Regions from separate parts of the Mus musculus genome. Here region 2 is linked to region 1. A link is a contact called in public promoter capture Hi-C data. All regions are on one chromosome and are shown on one strand. Each heading gives the region's core, a stretch centred on a gene start, on an enhancer-like site or on the middle of the called end of the contact. The rest is flanking DNA. Distances are from core to core; before and after follow the strand shown. Region 1 holds the start of Rhbdd2 (rhomboid domain containing 2). Region 2 holds the start of Serpine1 (serine (or cysteine) peptidase inhibitor, clade E, member 1).

Region 1 (7,719 bases), core at 3,448-5,947:
TGTTCGCAAATCCATCGCCCGAGTCCTCACTGTTATTAAACAGACTCAAAAAGAAAACCTCAGGAAATTCTACAGAGGCAAGAAATACAAGTCCCTGGACCTGCGACCCAAGAAGACTAGAGCCATGCGCCATCAGCTCACCAAGCACGAGGAGAAGCTGAAGACCAAGAAGCAGCAGCTGTATCCTCTGCAAGTATGCAGTCAAGGCTTGAGATGACAATGACAATAAAGTGCAAGACTGACTGCCAAAAAAAAAAAAAAAAAAAGAAAAGAAAATCAAGGGCGGAGATCTAGCTCAGTGGTCCTACCTGTCAATCACACACAATGTACAATGTCTTTAGCTTGATACTCTTCTCCCTGCAAACACAGACCAAAGTATCAACGAGTCCAAGTCTGTTTCTTGACCCTCCCACTAACATCAAGGTGATGGGTATGTCAGATTGGTCCAACCAACACTGCTGTGGAGGCCAGAGGCCCACCTTAGTGTTAGGGTTTCTCACTGGATCTGGAACGCACTGAACTAGGCTAGTCTGGTGGGCCGGTGAGCACTAGGGACTCACCTATCTCTACCTCCTCAGTGCAGGGATTAGAGTTTAAGGTCCAGGGCTATGGCTTGTGTCCTCAAGTTCTCACGAGTGCGTGCCTAACTGAGGCAGCCATCTTCCTAGCCCTCTTCCAGTGAAACCTTACACTAAGGTTAGTTTCATAGATTACACCTCAGTTAACAAGAAAAAAAAAAAGTCACACTGCTGCAATTAAGCCCAAACTGTTAAAGAGCTGAGCTGAGCTGGCCTGGGCAAGCAGCCGTATTTGCATTTTCCAGATGAGCTCTGGTCCAGAGAGGGGAGGAGAGCTGCCCAAGGCTCTCAGGTTCCGAGCCCAGGCTGCTTGTCTAAGAGCCTAAGGCTGTGTACCTGACACCCCACAGCCCCCTCCCAGGAAGGATACAGGACAGGCCAATCAAAAGGCCAGAGACGTTACTGAGGAAGGAGGTCTGAGGGATGAGCCAGGAGGCACACAGCAGCAACCACGGCACAAGGACGGAAGGCACCACCACACCGAACACCAGGGCCCGCCTCATGCGAGAGCGGACCGAGGTGACTCCCAGCATGGCGAAAGCTACTGGGGTGAACCCTCTGGCATCCTCCACCTCCCCCAGCTTAGACAGTGAGGACACAGACTCAAATGACAGGTAGATGATGGCGGAGAAGACCGTAAAGATCAAGGTGAAGAAGCAATGGCGGACGGTGCCCACGGTCCTCTCGAAGTTGCCAGCAAAGCGCCAGATGATGATGGCGCCACAGAGCAGGGAGACTGGGTTCTCATAGACGAAGATGTAGGTCACCAGCCTGTAAACTAAAGATGGGTTCGGGTTAGTGGTCCAGGGCTGAGCGTTCCAACCAGGGGCAACCGGGTCCCAGGCCAGCTAGGAAGGGAGAACTGAAGCCGGGCACAAAGCCCTGGGGCCCACCCCTAGCACTGTAGACTGCTCACATAGGAATGGTGCCAGCACTCAGGAGGTAGACAGGAAGATCACTCTCGGCTCACTCCAGGTCACTCTCGGCTACACTGGGAATTTAGAGCCAGCTTGGACTACATGGGATCGTGTCTCAAAAACCACAACAGGAAGCAAAAACACAACAACAGAACAGGAAAGTGCCCATGATTCAAGATATAAAGTATATAATATAGTTTCTGTTCCTTCCTGGCCCTAGAGCCCTGGTTATCAAAACCAATCCCCATGATTCAAAGCATGAGCATATAATGTCGTCTCCATCCTTTCCCGGCCCCGAGGCAGAGGTTATTGAGACCAATTTCTAGGTGTGAAAAAGATACCTTTTGAAAACTGGAATGGTTTCTGAACATGACAAATGCTTTACAACCCTGTTTTAGGTTTTCTTTTAAAGATGTGTTTTTACTGTTGTGTATGCTACTTGTATGTGGGTACCTGTGGAGGCCAGAAGAGGAGGTTGGATCCCCCTGGAGCTGGAGTCACAGGCAGTTGTGAGCTGTGCCATGTGGAGTCCTGGGAACCAAACTTGGGTCCTCTGAAAGCAGCCAGCTCTCTTCTTAACCACTAAGCCATCTCTCCAACCCTCCTCTGTTTAGATTTTAATACTGACCTACCTCACTAGGCAGTCTGAGGGTTAATTAATTGTGACAGCTTCAGGGTAGGCTGAGGGTCCCACTTAACACTCTGTGTGGCAGTCTCCTTAGCTGTAATTCTGGCCTCTCCTTCCATAGAGGCTGTTCGGGGGAAGAAAAAAGGAACCATGAATTATAACGACCATAAAATTATAAAATTGTCACTAATAATTACATAGATTAAGTAAGGGTCTTCTTAAAGAGTGCTTTCGGAGTTTTACAGGGGCAGCCAAGATTTATATACCATAAAATAGCAAGGAAAGTCCTTTTCTCTCTCTCTCTGCAGTGAGACAAGGTCTCCCTATGCAGCCCTATCTGGTGTATACATTGCTGTGTAGACTAGGCTGGTTCCTGGGGGCTGGGATTATAGGTGTAAGACACCACATCGAGCCTCTTTTGGGGATACAAGGTTTTGATATGTAGCCCAGACCAGCTGCGAACTCACAATCTTCCTGCCTCAGCCTTTTGAGTGCTGGGACTACAAGTGTCTGCCATATTTGGTTTATACTCTTCCCCCCAATACAAGTAATGGCTAACATACATACTTTACATTTTTATATGTCTTTATTTGTGGGTATATGGGAGTACATGATCAGAGAAAAACCTTCAGAAGTTCTACCACGTAGGTCCCCAGTTCTCACGATTGGTAGCAAGGTACTTACAGGGCTCTAATTTCTTTTCTTTCTTTCTTTCTTTCTTTTTTTTTTTTTTTTGAGACAGAGTCTTATTATATAGCCCTGGTTGTCCTGGAACTCCCTATGGAGACCAAGCTGGGCTCACTCTCAGAGACCCGCCTGCCTCCGCCTGCCTAGTGCTGGCATTAAAGGTACTGTTTCTCTGCCTGTTCATGGAGCCCATGCTCAGACAAATATGGTTAAGTGAGCATGGTGATGGGTGATGTATGTCTGTGTTCTAGTACTCAGAAGGGTGAGGCAGGAGGATCATGGCTCTGAGGCTACCCTGGACTACATAATGAAGCCTGGCCATACTGGTGTAAATAAATAGCAAGCCCCTTTGTTTCAAAGTAAACAAAACGAAAACAAAAAAACAAAACCAACAAAAACAAACAAAACAACAAAAACAAAAAACAAAAACCCAGAAAGAAAAAGAGTGCGTGCCTGTCTACACTGGCATTTAGCTGACTGTAAGTGCTACATGTATCCAAAAAAGGGGGAAAAGAAAATTTCAGCTTTAAGCAGGAAACCATTACATCCTATCAGAATATCTCCAGAAGTTTGGTTATTTGCTGGATATGTCCCAAATTGAAATTTTACTGGTAAATATGAAAAAATTCTACATACAACTCTCTAAGATTTAGGTAGCTGACGAGATGGCTCAACAGGCTGAGGTAGGTCCTGCCAATCCCAAAGACCCGAGTTTGATTCCCAGGACCCACATGGGGGAAGAAGAGAAAGACTCCGGTCAGGTTGTCCTCTGACTTTCACAAGAGTGCACACAAGCATATAAATAATGTGTCACATATGTATACCTCTATCTAAAGATGTGGAGATTATATACCCAAAGCCCTAGTTTTAAATCACCATACTAAAAACAAAGTGCGGGGCTCCTATCTCAATATTATGATGTGTTAGCTCTGCGAATCTCTGTATTCAACCTCAATTTCTGGTAAACAGGCAATTTAATATGGCCTGTCATGAAATCACAGCGAGGATTACATGAAATGAACGCGCAGGCCTCTGTTAACGTTAGAAGCAACAGGGATTTCCCAGGAAAGAATGAGGAAGAAACAAAGACTAAGAATCCTGTCTTTTACAAAGGGATGATTACCAGACTTAATTAGTTTGAGAAATTTCTCTCCTCTGAGAAAACAAACACTTTACCAGCTCCTTCTGTGAGCTGGGATTAGGAGTCAGGATTAAGGTAAAGACGCAGCAGAAAATTCTAGAGTCAAGAGGAAAAGCCATCCATTGGGTTGACAGTAGACAATTGTCACGATAAAGGTGAGAAACGTTTGGTTTGTTCCTGTGGGGCTCGGGCCGTCAGCAGATGGGGTTTGTGTTTATAAAACGTGAATGGCTTAGGAAGTGTGTTCACCCTCGAGATCAAAGAATGAATGGATCTGGGGTAACATGGAAGGGGGCGATTGTGGGTAGAGAAGGAGTTGGCGGAAATGATCCGGCTTTGGACAAGACATGCTGGAGCTCCAAGTGGGGAGAATGGTGGTGGGCACGGAGGTCTGGGGTTGGCTGGCAGTGAGGCTGGAGATCAGGGACCGGGGAGTCTGCGGGCTGAGGAAGCGCGCCATCCCCGCCCCGCCTCTTCTCACCTTGCCAGTTGCGCAGGGCCTCGGAGCGCAGAGACAGCCCCGAGGGCGCCAGAGGCGGCTGCAGCAGGAACAGGCGGGGGCCCGACACCAGCAGCGAGAGCAGGGCGGTGAAGAATGTGGCGGAGGGCACCTCGGGACACGAGCACCAGAAGCGACTCGCGGGGCCCGGGGCCGCCATGGCCGCGAGCCCTTCCAGCGTGCGGCCTCGGTACTCCCCGCCTCCCTCCTCAATTTCCGCCTCCTTGCGGCGGTCTCCCCTGGCAACAGCGGAAGACTGGCCTCTCCTCAAGCACCGCCCCATGGGGGGGTGGGGGTGGGGGAAGGCCCAATCCCGTGGAGTCCTCCGCTCTTACCCGCCCAAAGGAGGCCGGGAGTTGTAGTTCCAGCTTACCTACGGGTGTTGTGCGGGCTGCCGCCTCAGGAGTATTCTTGCCTAGACCTCAGCTTCCTTCTTCTTGATTTTTAATTAAAAACAAACAAACAAACAAACAAACAAACAAGCAAAACCAAAAAAACATTTGATTACATCTGTTTGAGTGTGAGAGAGGGGCATGTGCGTGCAACGCGCGTGGAGGGTAGATGAAAACTTAAGGTTGAGTTTATCATCTCCTTCCACCTCTGGGTCCTGGGAATAGAACTTGGGTAATCAGGCTTGGCAGCAGTGCCTTTACCCACTGAGTCATCTCTTTAGCCCTTTTTATTTTTCTTTTTTTCTTTTCTTTTTTTTTTTAGATTTTATTTGCGTTTGGCTCAGTGAGAGAAGGTGTGGAGGTGCACACACAAACACCTTTACTCTCAGCCATCTCAAAGGCTCCCTTTAAAAATTTTAATCAACCTATATTTATTATACCAAGTAATGGTTTCATTATGGCATTTTCTTACATGTGTATAATGTACTTTGATCATATTTTATCGGGGCTCCATTACCCCCTCTTGCCTTCCCATCTTAGTTTCTCTTTTGCTTCCATGTTTCTTTTCTTTTCTCTTCTTTCCTTCTTTCTTCCTTCCTTTCTTTCTTTCTTTCTTTCTTTCTTTCTTTCTTTCTTTCTTTCTTTCTTTTTAAATTTTTGCGACCCAGTGAGTTTCATTAAAGTCGCTTTCAGGAGCAAATGTCTCTCCTCCCAACAGCCATTAACTACTAGTAGATCCTCATTGAGGGAGAGGGGTCTTGAAAAACATTTCTTCCTCTTGCTTTTGGCTTTTACACAAATTTGACTCTGAACTCTGGGTCTCCATCTCCAGAAAGCAGGGATTTTAGATGTGCACCACCTCCCTCAGTTTATGCAGTAATGAGGCTCGAACCCAGGGACTCCAGCATGCTACCAACTGAACTATGCTTTCAGCCGGGTCCTTCTCACTGTAATGGTATGACGTCGTGAGGACCACGGAGCCCTATTCTCCCACAGACTTGTGTTTGTCTCTGTCCTGCCAAAGAGGAAACTGAGTCTATGGGGATCCCTGAGGGATACAGTTCAATAGCAAAGAAAGAATTAAAACTTGGTTCTTCCTGCCTGAATTGGCCAAGAAGACAGAGCCAGCACTTTCTGGAGCTGGACTGGAGATAAAGTAAGAGGAGGCGGGGAAGGAGACAATTGAAGGGACACTAGAGCTACTATACATGCGCTATGAGCGTACGCCATGACGCTTTTGCTAAACTTTGCTTTAGCCTTTTGCAGTTTGAAAAGCGCTTCCTGCAGAGCAAAGCTATTTCTGGTGAACAGCTAGAGTATCCTTTGTGAGCTACAAGTGCTTTAGCAGGTGAGGTAGCTTCCCGACCAAGTCGCGGGTGAGAAGAGTCAGGAAATTGAATCCCAGTTTGCTGGGTCCCAGGGGGCGACATCAAGATATTCCTTTTTCAATATGTTCAGTTTTGGCAGTACTGGGCAGCCTACAGCCTAGTGCATGAAAGGTTAAGAGGTCTATCACTGAACTACAGCCCCATTCCTCCTCCCCAATATTTATGTATGCATTATATACATATATACGGTATATACATATACTTTTGAAAAATAATCAGATGTAATCAAGAAACCATCCATTTGATAAGCCCATTGAATCCACCATCCCAAGAAAAAAACTAATAGCTTTGCTTGCATAACACCTACCACTAGGGGGCAGCAGGGGTTATAGACACCTGATAGAAATAATGAGAGAATTTTAAACAGTGGGGAGGAATACAGGGAGATACACAGCTTGGGACCTGAGTTTGACCCCATGGATCCACGTGATGGATGGAGAGAGCTAGAGAGCCGACTTCTGTAATCTGTCCTCTGACCTCCAGGAAAGTGCCCACATAGATACAAAGACACACATGACAGAATATCCTAAAAGAGGAGGTCTGGATAGAAATATCTCTCAGCACAAACCACAGCTCTTGTTTCTAAGAGTTTATTCTTGAGCTAAATCTAGAAATGGTTTCATCACGTTTCATCCCTTGTAGGTCTTCGGGATCAAACTTAGATCAGCAAGCTTGGCAGCAAGCGCCTTTATACCCTGGAGGAGCCCCCCCCCCCCCCCCCAGTGTTAATCCTGTGTTCTCTGCTTACTCTTCTGATGCATGTTCACGGTCTGCTATTTACAGTCACGGTGCCAGGAAGAAAGCCTTGAAGGGAAGTCTATTCATGTTATCCTTGCATTATTCAACAAAACAGCTTGCTTCCACACAGAGGCCAGTAGAACCCCATGCTAAGGTTGAGACAGTAAAAGAGGCAGAGGCAGTGTGAAGAGAGATAGGCCAGCTATCTCACTCTATTTGGCTTCAATGAGACATCTGCTGACCCCAGGCCTTCTGGTCCCTAATCTAAGGACCCCCACAAGGCAGGTGTCACCTACTGCAAAGCTTGTGGGAGCTATATTCCTTACTTTCATTTTATTCCGTCTATTTGTTTGGTTCTTCCAAACAGGGTTTCTCTTTACAGACTTTGCCGTCCTGGAATTATCTAGACTAGGCTGGTCTCAAACTTACAGAGATCTGCCTGCTTCTGCCTTCCGAGTGCTGGGATTAAAGGTGTGTGCCACCACCACCACCACCACCAGGCTGTTCCTTACTTTTCTTGATGCTATGACAGTAACACCTTAAGGAAGGAAGGAAGGGAGGGAGGGAGGAAGGAAGGAAGGAAGGAAGGAAGGAAGGAAGGAAGGAAGGAAGGGGTTTGTTTCCTCTCACGGAGTGAGGTCATAGCCCACAGGGAAGGGGTGAAGTGGAATTGAAGAAAAGCTGTGGAAGGGACACAGACACAATTCCTTTCAATAGGGGCAATTAGCATGAGAAGGATGCAGAGGGGTGA
Region 2 (7,719 bases), core at 2,400-4,899, 1.4 Mb before region 1:
CGGCCCCACGTACCTCACGCTCTTATCTCTGATCCTGGGGAAATCAAGGGTTATTTCAACAGCAAGGACTTTTCTCATTCTGGCCATTTGATCCCCGCCCCTCCCCCCACCTACCAAAGGGTCAGAAGTTAACAACGAAGAGGATGAGGTCAAAGTGGTTTTGGGGGTTCTACAGGGGAAGAAAAAGAGAAAGTGACACAAGCCTGTGACTCAGGTTAGATTCTGAGAAGGGTGTCCTGAAGAAGACTTGGGGAGTAAGACACTCTCCACCTCCTCCAGGAAGCCTTCGGGAAGCTGCATCCTGTGTATGCAAGACTAGCTGTCCCCCATGTCCAACGAAAGACAAGGTCATGGGGGTGGGGAGGAGATGCAGGGACCAAGTTAAGTCTGGATTTCAGATCATCTAGGCAGCCCTGATTCATAAAGAAACAGAGGCCTCGTTCGGCTAGGCTGTGCCCAGTTTATATACATTTTATTTATTTGTTTGTATATATGTGTATTCAGGTATACACGTGTGATACAGAGTATGTATGGAAGCTGGAAGACAACTTGTGGGAGTCAGCTTGACCTGTCCATCATGTGGGTCCCAAGGATTGAAGTCATGTCATCAGACGTGGCCACAAACACTTTCACCTCATGAGCCATAATGTAGGCCCATTGCCTGGTTTCAAAACCCCACTCACCAGATGCCTATATGTCCCTCCAGTTTGGAGGTTCCTTTAGGACTCTGGCCATGGTGGCACACCTGTCGTCCCAGCACTTGGGACACTAAGGCAGGGGGATTGCGATTTCCCTGGGCAATCCCCCTGTAAGAACTGTCTCAAAATCAAACCAAACCAAACTGGATATGCCTATTATTTCAGTGCTAGGGAGGCAGAGGCAAGAGGACTGCTGTGAGTTTGAGGCCAGCCTGGGACATATAACAAGTTCCAGAGTTGTTAGACTTATGTAGTGTGACTCTATTTGTAGTGTCTTCCCCATCAAAGAGGGGAAGACAAATGAGGGAGACACAAAGTTTTCCATTTTGAAAGAAAAGCATGTCCCCCACCCTACAGAGCCACTAGCCAACTCTCCTGAGGCCCAGAACAGAACATCAGACCCAGGTCAGGATGAGGCTGCTTGCACCCTGGCGAAGCCCAGCCCCGCCCCAGAAAACCATGGTCTTGATGGAGATCTAGAAACTGTGGGAATGGCAGTCAGAGAAAAAGAAGAGAACTTAGCTTCCATGCTGGAACACCCAGGAGCCCCACCTCCAGCTAATCTCCAGCCACCCCTCTTCTGAATGCTTGGGACACTGAGATCCTAAGTCCCTCTGGCTGCTAGCATAGAGGGCAAGTCATCTGGAGACATGCCTGGCAGGGTAAGAGCTGAGCTGTGTCTTCTTCCTCAAAGACAGCCAAAAAAGCCAAGAACATCTGCCTCTCCCTCCCAGCCCCACAGCCTCCCTCTGGGCTTCCAAGCCACAGAGGAGAACAGAGGGAAACACAAACAAACAGCGGCTGGGCCTGTGGGGCTCCCCGGGACCTGTGAGCCTAAGTTTCCAACTGAGGTTTCCCTCTTTCCTCTTTCCTCTTTCCTCAACCTCCCCACCCCCACCTGACTCGGGAGGGAGGCAGGGTCTCTGTGAGAAAACTCCGCAGGGCTGGTTGCCTTGGTATCTGTTTACTGGAAATGGAAAACAAACAGGGCTGCTGTACCGCCCACCTAAACTTCCCATGACTCGCCTGGCAGCTGTCTCCATGGATACCACCAAGCGAACCCCCATCACCTATACAAAAGATGACAATATGTGAACCCCAAGATCAAGAGTACCCTCTCCTCAGCCCCCACCACCGGACCACCTTGGCCTTTTCCAGTCGTCCCTCTCTCTAGTCACAAAACCTAGGGTTACAAAGGGCTTTTGAGTCTGTCCAACCTTCAAAGGCACCAGCCTGGCCCTCTTAAGTGCTGTGCAAATGTTTATTCTCTAAAGAAACCATCGAGATTCGGATGCAGTTCGGTGGGTAGTTTGCCTAGCATGTTGGAAGTCCTGGGTTCGAGCACCTGTACTTGCATAAACCGGGTGTGGTGCTGTGTACCTAAAATCTCAATAACTGGGAGGCGGAGGGAGGTGGGTCAGAATCCCCAGGCTATCCTCAGCTATATAATGAGTTTGAGGCTAGCCTGGGCTGCCTACCCATGAGATTGTCCAAAAACCACAAAAGACTCTTTAGTCATTCTTCCTCCACAGGTCTAAGGACAGAATCCCATCATCATATACATATACATATACATATACATATACATATACATATACATATACATATACATATACATATACATATATACATACATACATACATATATATATTCACTATCATTCTATCCTTGGCCCTGTGGCTCCAGCCCACCAGTGTCTATATCCAGAGAGAAAGAAAGCTTCAAAACACCCTCTGGGGCCTAGAGAGATGGCTCAGCCCTTAAAAGCACACACTGTCCTAGTAGAGGACCTAACTTCCATTCCCAACACCCACGACAAATGACATACAAGTCCCTGTAACTCCAGCTCCAGGGAATCTGACACTTCCCAGCTTTCACATGCGCACACAAACGGACACACACACACACCACACACATAATTAAAACGGAAGAGAAAAGCTGGGCGTGGCGGCACACGCCTCTAATCGGAGCACTCAGGAGGCAGAAGCAGGCAGAGCTCTGTGAGGTAGAAGCCAGCCAAAGCTGCAGATTGAGTTCCAGGCTAGCCAGGACAACATAAAATGATACTCTGCCTAAACAAACAAGCAAACAAACAACCGAGAATGAATGATAAAAACAAAATCTTAAGAAAACACCTCTTTCTCTCTCTCAGTCATCTCAGGCTGCTGTACTGGTTCTTGCTCCTTGACAGAGCTTTCTGTGGTAACCTCTGTTCTCATTAGTGGAAGAGGCTGGTCCAATCCAGCCATCAGCACCCCACCCAGTACACCTCAAAACCCAGCCGCACAAGGCTATTGACACAAAGAGCGAGCCCTCAGGGCACCAGGAGAGTCTGGCCCCATGTGGGGAGTCAGACATGCTTCACAGCAGGCCTGGCGGGCACACGGAGGGAGGAGGAAAGGACTTGAAGTTCTCTATTGGGCTTAAGTCCAAGAGGAACGAGAACCCAGACAATCACAGGGCACATTTCATGCCCTCTGGTCACTGGGCAGTAACCCAAGAGAAAGCCAGGCCAACTTTTCCTGGATGTAGGCCCAGGGTGCACAAGGGGCAGACAGCACTGTCAGGGTCCATAGCTTCTCTGTGATGGCTGTCTCCAAAAAAAGGGGGTCGTGTTGCAGCAGACCAAGGCTCGAGGAAGGGAATTCCAAACACCAGGCTTTGTAGGCTCTTGTGGTACTTCCAAGGGTCTAGACGACCGACCAGCCAAAGGCACAGGGATGTTCCAGTCAAGGGAACCAGAGTTTGCTCAATTATCCCCCATGCCCTTTCACACGTACACACACGTGTCCCAGCAAGTCACTGGGAGGGAGGGAGGGAGGGGGAGAGGGGGCAGGGCCGGCGGGCAGCCCAGACATTTCCAGAGTTAGAAAGTGGGTGGGGCTGGAACATGAGTTCATCTATTTCCGGCTCACATCTGGTATAAAGGGAGGCAGCAGCCAGGGAACGGAGCACAGCTGGATCAGGCTGCAGCAGAGCCCCGAGAGCTTTGTGAAGGAGGACCGCCGCACACCCGCCTCCGGCAGCACACAGCCAACCACAGCTGAGCGACAGCCAACAAGAGCCAATCACAAGGCACCTTTGAATACTCAGGTAGGAGAAAGGCAAGCTTACACTCTCACCTAAGGAAGAAAAACGTCCCGTCTCCATCTCTCACCCTCCGTTTTCCCTCCTTTCCCTTCCACTCTTTTCTGGAACTCTGCAGCCTTTAGTCCACCCTAGCCCAGCCAGGACCACAGGTGGTCAGGAAAGATGGTCAAACCGCACTTCCAACCCTGTATCCCAGAAGCCAGCACATAGTCTTTGGGTCCTTCCCCAGCAAACCTCTCCTTTCTCAGTTTAGCAAAGGGACTTTACTTTTAAAAGGAAAGATGCATTTATATCTGTATGCATGTGTGCGTACTCATGTGTTCAAGAGTGGAAATCAGGGATCAACTTTCAGGAATCAGCTCTCACTTTAAGCCAAAAGCTATCATCGTCTAAAGGTCTCTTAGCCCCACAGAAGGGATCAGAGATGCACAGGGGCTGTTTTTCTAAGATTCACCTAGGTTAAAAAAAAAAGTGAGGACAGCCTATGTTAAAACATCAAGTAGCATCTATTCGTGCCTGTAATCACAGCACTTGGGAGAAGTGAAGCAGGAGTGTCCTGAGTTCAAGTCCAGCCTAGGTTACATAGCAAGCAAGATTCTGGGGGGGGGGGGGGATGAAAAGAATTGGAGGCAGCAGGGGATGAGCTGGTTATCCAATTGCATTGTGGGATCTCATCATCCAATTGCATTGTGGGGTCTTAATGAATGGAACTTACCGCACTGATGGCTTACAGGCTAGAGGCGAGCACTCTGAGGAGGCAACACCCCCCCCCCCCGGGCAGTCTTCCCGGCACATGTCTTTATCAGATTCCCTTCTATTCTTCCTAGGATGCAGATGTCTTCAGCCCTTGCTTGCCTCATCCTGGGCCTGGTTCTGGTCTCTGGGAAAGGGTTCACTTTACCCCTCCGAGAATCCCACACAGCCCATCAGGCCACCGACTTCGGAGTAAAAGTGTTTCAGCAGGTGGTCCAGGCCTCCAAAGACCGGAATGTGGTCTTCTCTCCCTATGGCGTGTCCTCGGTGCTGGCTATGCTGCAGATGACCACAGCGGGGAAAACCCGGCGGCAGATCCAAGATGCTATGGGATTCAAAGTCAATGGTGAGAGTCTTGGGGCGGAGTGGGAGCTGGAGGAAAAGGTCGGGAGGAGCTCACAGACCAGGTCCAGAACAAACGGAGAAGGCAGGGAAGGCTGACTGCAGCATCACTGAGTCTAGTCACGTCCAGCCGCAGCCCAGAGACCACCCGTTTTCTCTCCCACTATTGGGTCAGTTGACCTTGTCTTATACTAGCCAGTGGAATCAGCACACAGGAACTGTGTGACTCTGGTGCTGCGATATAGCTTCCCCAGCATACACAAAGCCCTGGGCTCCATCCCCAAATCTAAGGAAACTGAAGATGATGGTGTAGAACTGTGGCCATGTTACTTGGGAAGTGGAGGCAGAAGGATCAGGAGTTCAAACTCATAGCTGGCTAAGTATCGAGTTCAGCAACAGCCTGGATTACATGAGACCTTTAAACACAAGAGCAAAACAAAACATGGGACCTTAACTCTTGTAAACCTTGGTTTTATTATCTATGAAATAGGGAACAACTAAAGAATGTCTCCCACACAGAGTTGAGTAAATATGTAATAGGATTACGAACATGAATTCTTCAATAATGCCATTAATATAAGAACAACCTAGCTAGGCATGGTGTCTGTAATTACAGCACTTGGGAGGCTGAGGGAGAAGGACAATTGTGAATTCGAGGACAACCTATGCTACACAGTAAACTCCATTCCAGGCTGGGATATAGAGCAAGACCCTGTCACAAAACCGAACAGAAGAGGAAGCCAGGCAGGGTGGCTTGTGCCGGGATTCCCAGCATTTCCAAGGCTGTTAGAGGAGTTGTTGCAAGGGTAAAGGGGGGTGCAGGGAGGAAGGTGTATAATTTAAGAACAGAATATTCTTACACAAAGAAAAGAAAAGATTGGGAACTGAGACTTTGGGAAAGGAAGCACAAAAATGTTATGATTTGAGGGCTGACTGTAGTAATCCATGCCCCTAATCCCAGCACTGGAGATGCTATAGGCAGGAGAATGTCCGTGAGCTTCCAAGTCATGTGAGACCCTCCTCAGGGAGGGGTGGGGAGAGGAGAAGAAGGTAGGGAAGAGGAGAGGAAAGAATGGGAGAGGGAGACAGTTGGGCACGGTAGTGCACACCTTTAGTCCCAGCACCCAGGAGGCAGACGCAGGCAGATCTCTGTGAGTTCAAGGCCAGCCTGGGCTACATAGTGTCAGGCCACCCAGAGGTGCATGGTGAGACCCAGTTTCAAAAAATGGGGATGGGGGGAGAGCATGGAGGTAAGGGAAGAGGAAGAGATGGAGAGAAGGGGAAGGAAGAGGGAAAGGGAGAAAGAGAGGGAGAAGGGGAGGGAGAGAGAGAGGTTAGTTTGGAAAAAGACCTCCCTCCACTGACTCCTGAAGGATTGGAAGAGCCTCATCTGCCTGGACAGGGGTAGGGCCATCCTTGGGAAACCTGGCCCAGCTGAAAGCCCTTGGCTCAACATGAGCCTAATGGATCCTGTCCTGGTACCTCTGCAGAGAAGGGCACAGCTCATGCCCTCCGCCAGCTCTCCAAGGAGCTCATGGGGCCGTGGAACAAGAATGAGATCAGTACTGCGGATGCCATCTTTGTCCAGCGGGACCTAGAGCTGGTCCAGGGCTTCATGCCCCACTTCTTCAAGCTCTTCCAGACTATGGTGAAACAGGTGGACTTCTCAGAAGTGGAAAGAGCCAGATTTATCATCAATGACTGGGTGGAAAGGCATACCAAAGGTAAGCCCCTGGGAAAGCAAGCCAGTCCCAAGGGAAAGGAGCAGAGAAGGGGAATTCGGTGTCAAATTCACACATCCCCAGCTCTCCCTTTCAGCTTTGTCTTTGGGGATAAAAGGCAAATGCTTCAAGAAGCAAAGCAAAATAGCTGATGTTTGTGCTTTTCCTTCCTGTTGTGGTGCTGAGGACTGGAGCCAGGAACTCATGAATGCTGGGTAATCCACTCTCCCACTGAGCCACACCCCCAGCCCCTCACTGGGGGATTCTAAGCAGGGGCTCTACCACTGAGCCACGCCCCCAGCCCCTCCCTGGGGGATTCTAGGCAAGAGTTCTACCATCTAGCCACGCCCCCAGCCCCTCCCCTGGGTATTCTAGGCAGGGGCTCTACCACTGAACCACGCCCCCAGCTCCCCATTCTAGGCACATACTCTGCCACTGAACTAAAACCACACAGAGCTGGGTATAATGGCTCATATCTGTAGGAAGATCATGAGTTTGAGGTTAGCCTGAACTACATAGCAAGATCCTGCCTCCGCACACCAGCAAAGGAAAAAAAAAAAAAGACTACAGAGACAAAAAACTAACCAATTCAAGCCAATTACTGCACAATAGCTACCCCACAAAACAAACAAAACAAAATAAAGCCTAACCAAATCCCAGCAAGGTGGCTCCTTGGGTATTGGCTCTTCCTGTGGAGCCCCGTGACCTGGATTTGATTCCTGGAAGCCAGAAAAATGTGGAAGGAGAGAATCAATTCAACATAAGCTGCCCACATACCTCATACCTCCCGACCCCCACAATAGTAATAACTTTTAAAATAAATAAACAAAACCAAAATCACCATGAAAGGGTACCACTGTCAGTAAGAACAACAGGAGCTGTAACACAGGTGTACACGGGCCTCCAAGACTATAGCTTAGGGGGCAAGAGAAGAGGTCAAATGAGCAAAGATGGAGCTTTTTAACTCTGATACTAAAATGGATCCCAGAGCCAAGAAAACCATGGTGAAGCCAGGGTGGTGGCTCATGCCTGTCTTCCCAGCTCTTGGGAAGCTGAGGCAGGAGGATTACCATGAATTCAAGGTCAGCCTAGGCTGCAAAGTGAGCTTTGGACT

What was found. Promoter capture Hi-C pulls out the DNA fragments that hold promoters and counts their contacts.
Region 2: a contact with region 1 is called in a promoter capture Hi-C map of liver, with 3 times the contacts expected there. The contact joins the promoter of Serpine1 here to the promoter of Rhbdd2 in region 1. A contact is called at or near these places in 1 of 39 promoter capture datasets (liver) and 1 of 115 datasets of contacts at active chromatin or transcription factors (microglia).

Annotation. Positions count from the first base shown.
Region 1 is chr5:135,629,632-135,637,350 of GRCm38.p6, reverse strand. It overlaps Rhbdd2 (rhomboid domain containing 2), which reads right to left and starts at 4,697. Exons shown (of 4, transcript NM_146002.2): 1 at 4,433-4,697; 2 at 949-1,356. The coding sequence starts at 4,610. It also overlaps the pseudogene Gm15607.
Region 2 is chr5:137,068,202-137,075,920 of GRCm38.p6, reverse strand. Serpine1 (serine (or cysteine) peptidase inhibitor, clade E, member 1) reads left to right here and starts at 3,649. Exons shown (of 9, transcript NM_008871.2): 1 at 3,649-3,792; 2 at 4,617-4,888; 3 at 6,375-6,608. The coding sequence starts at 4,618.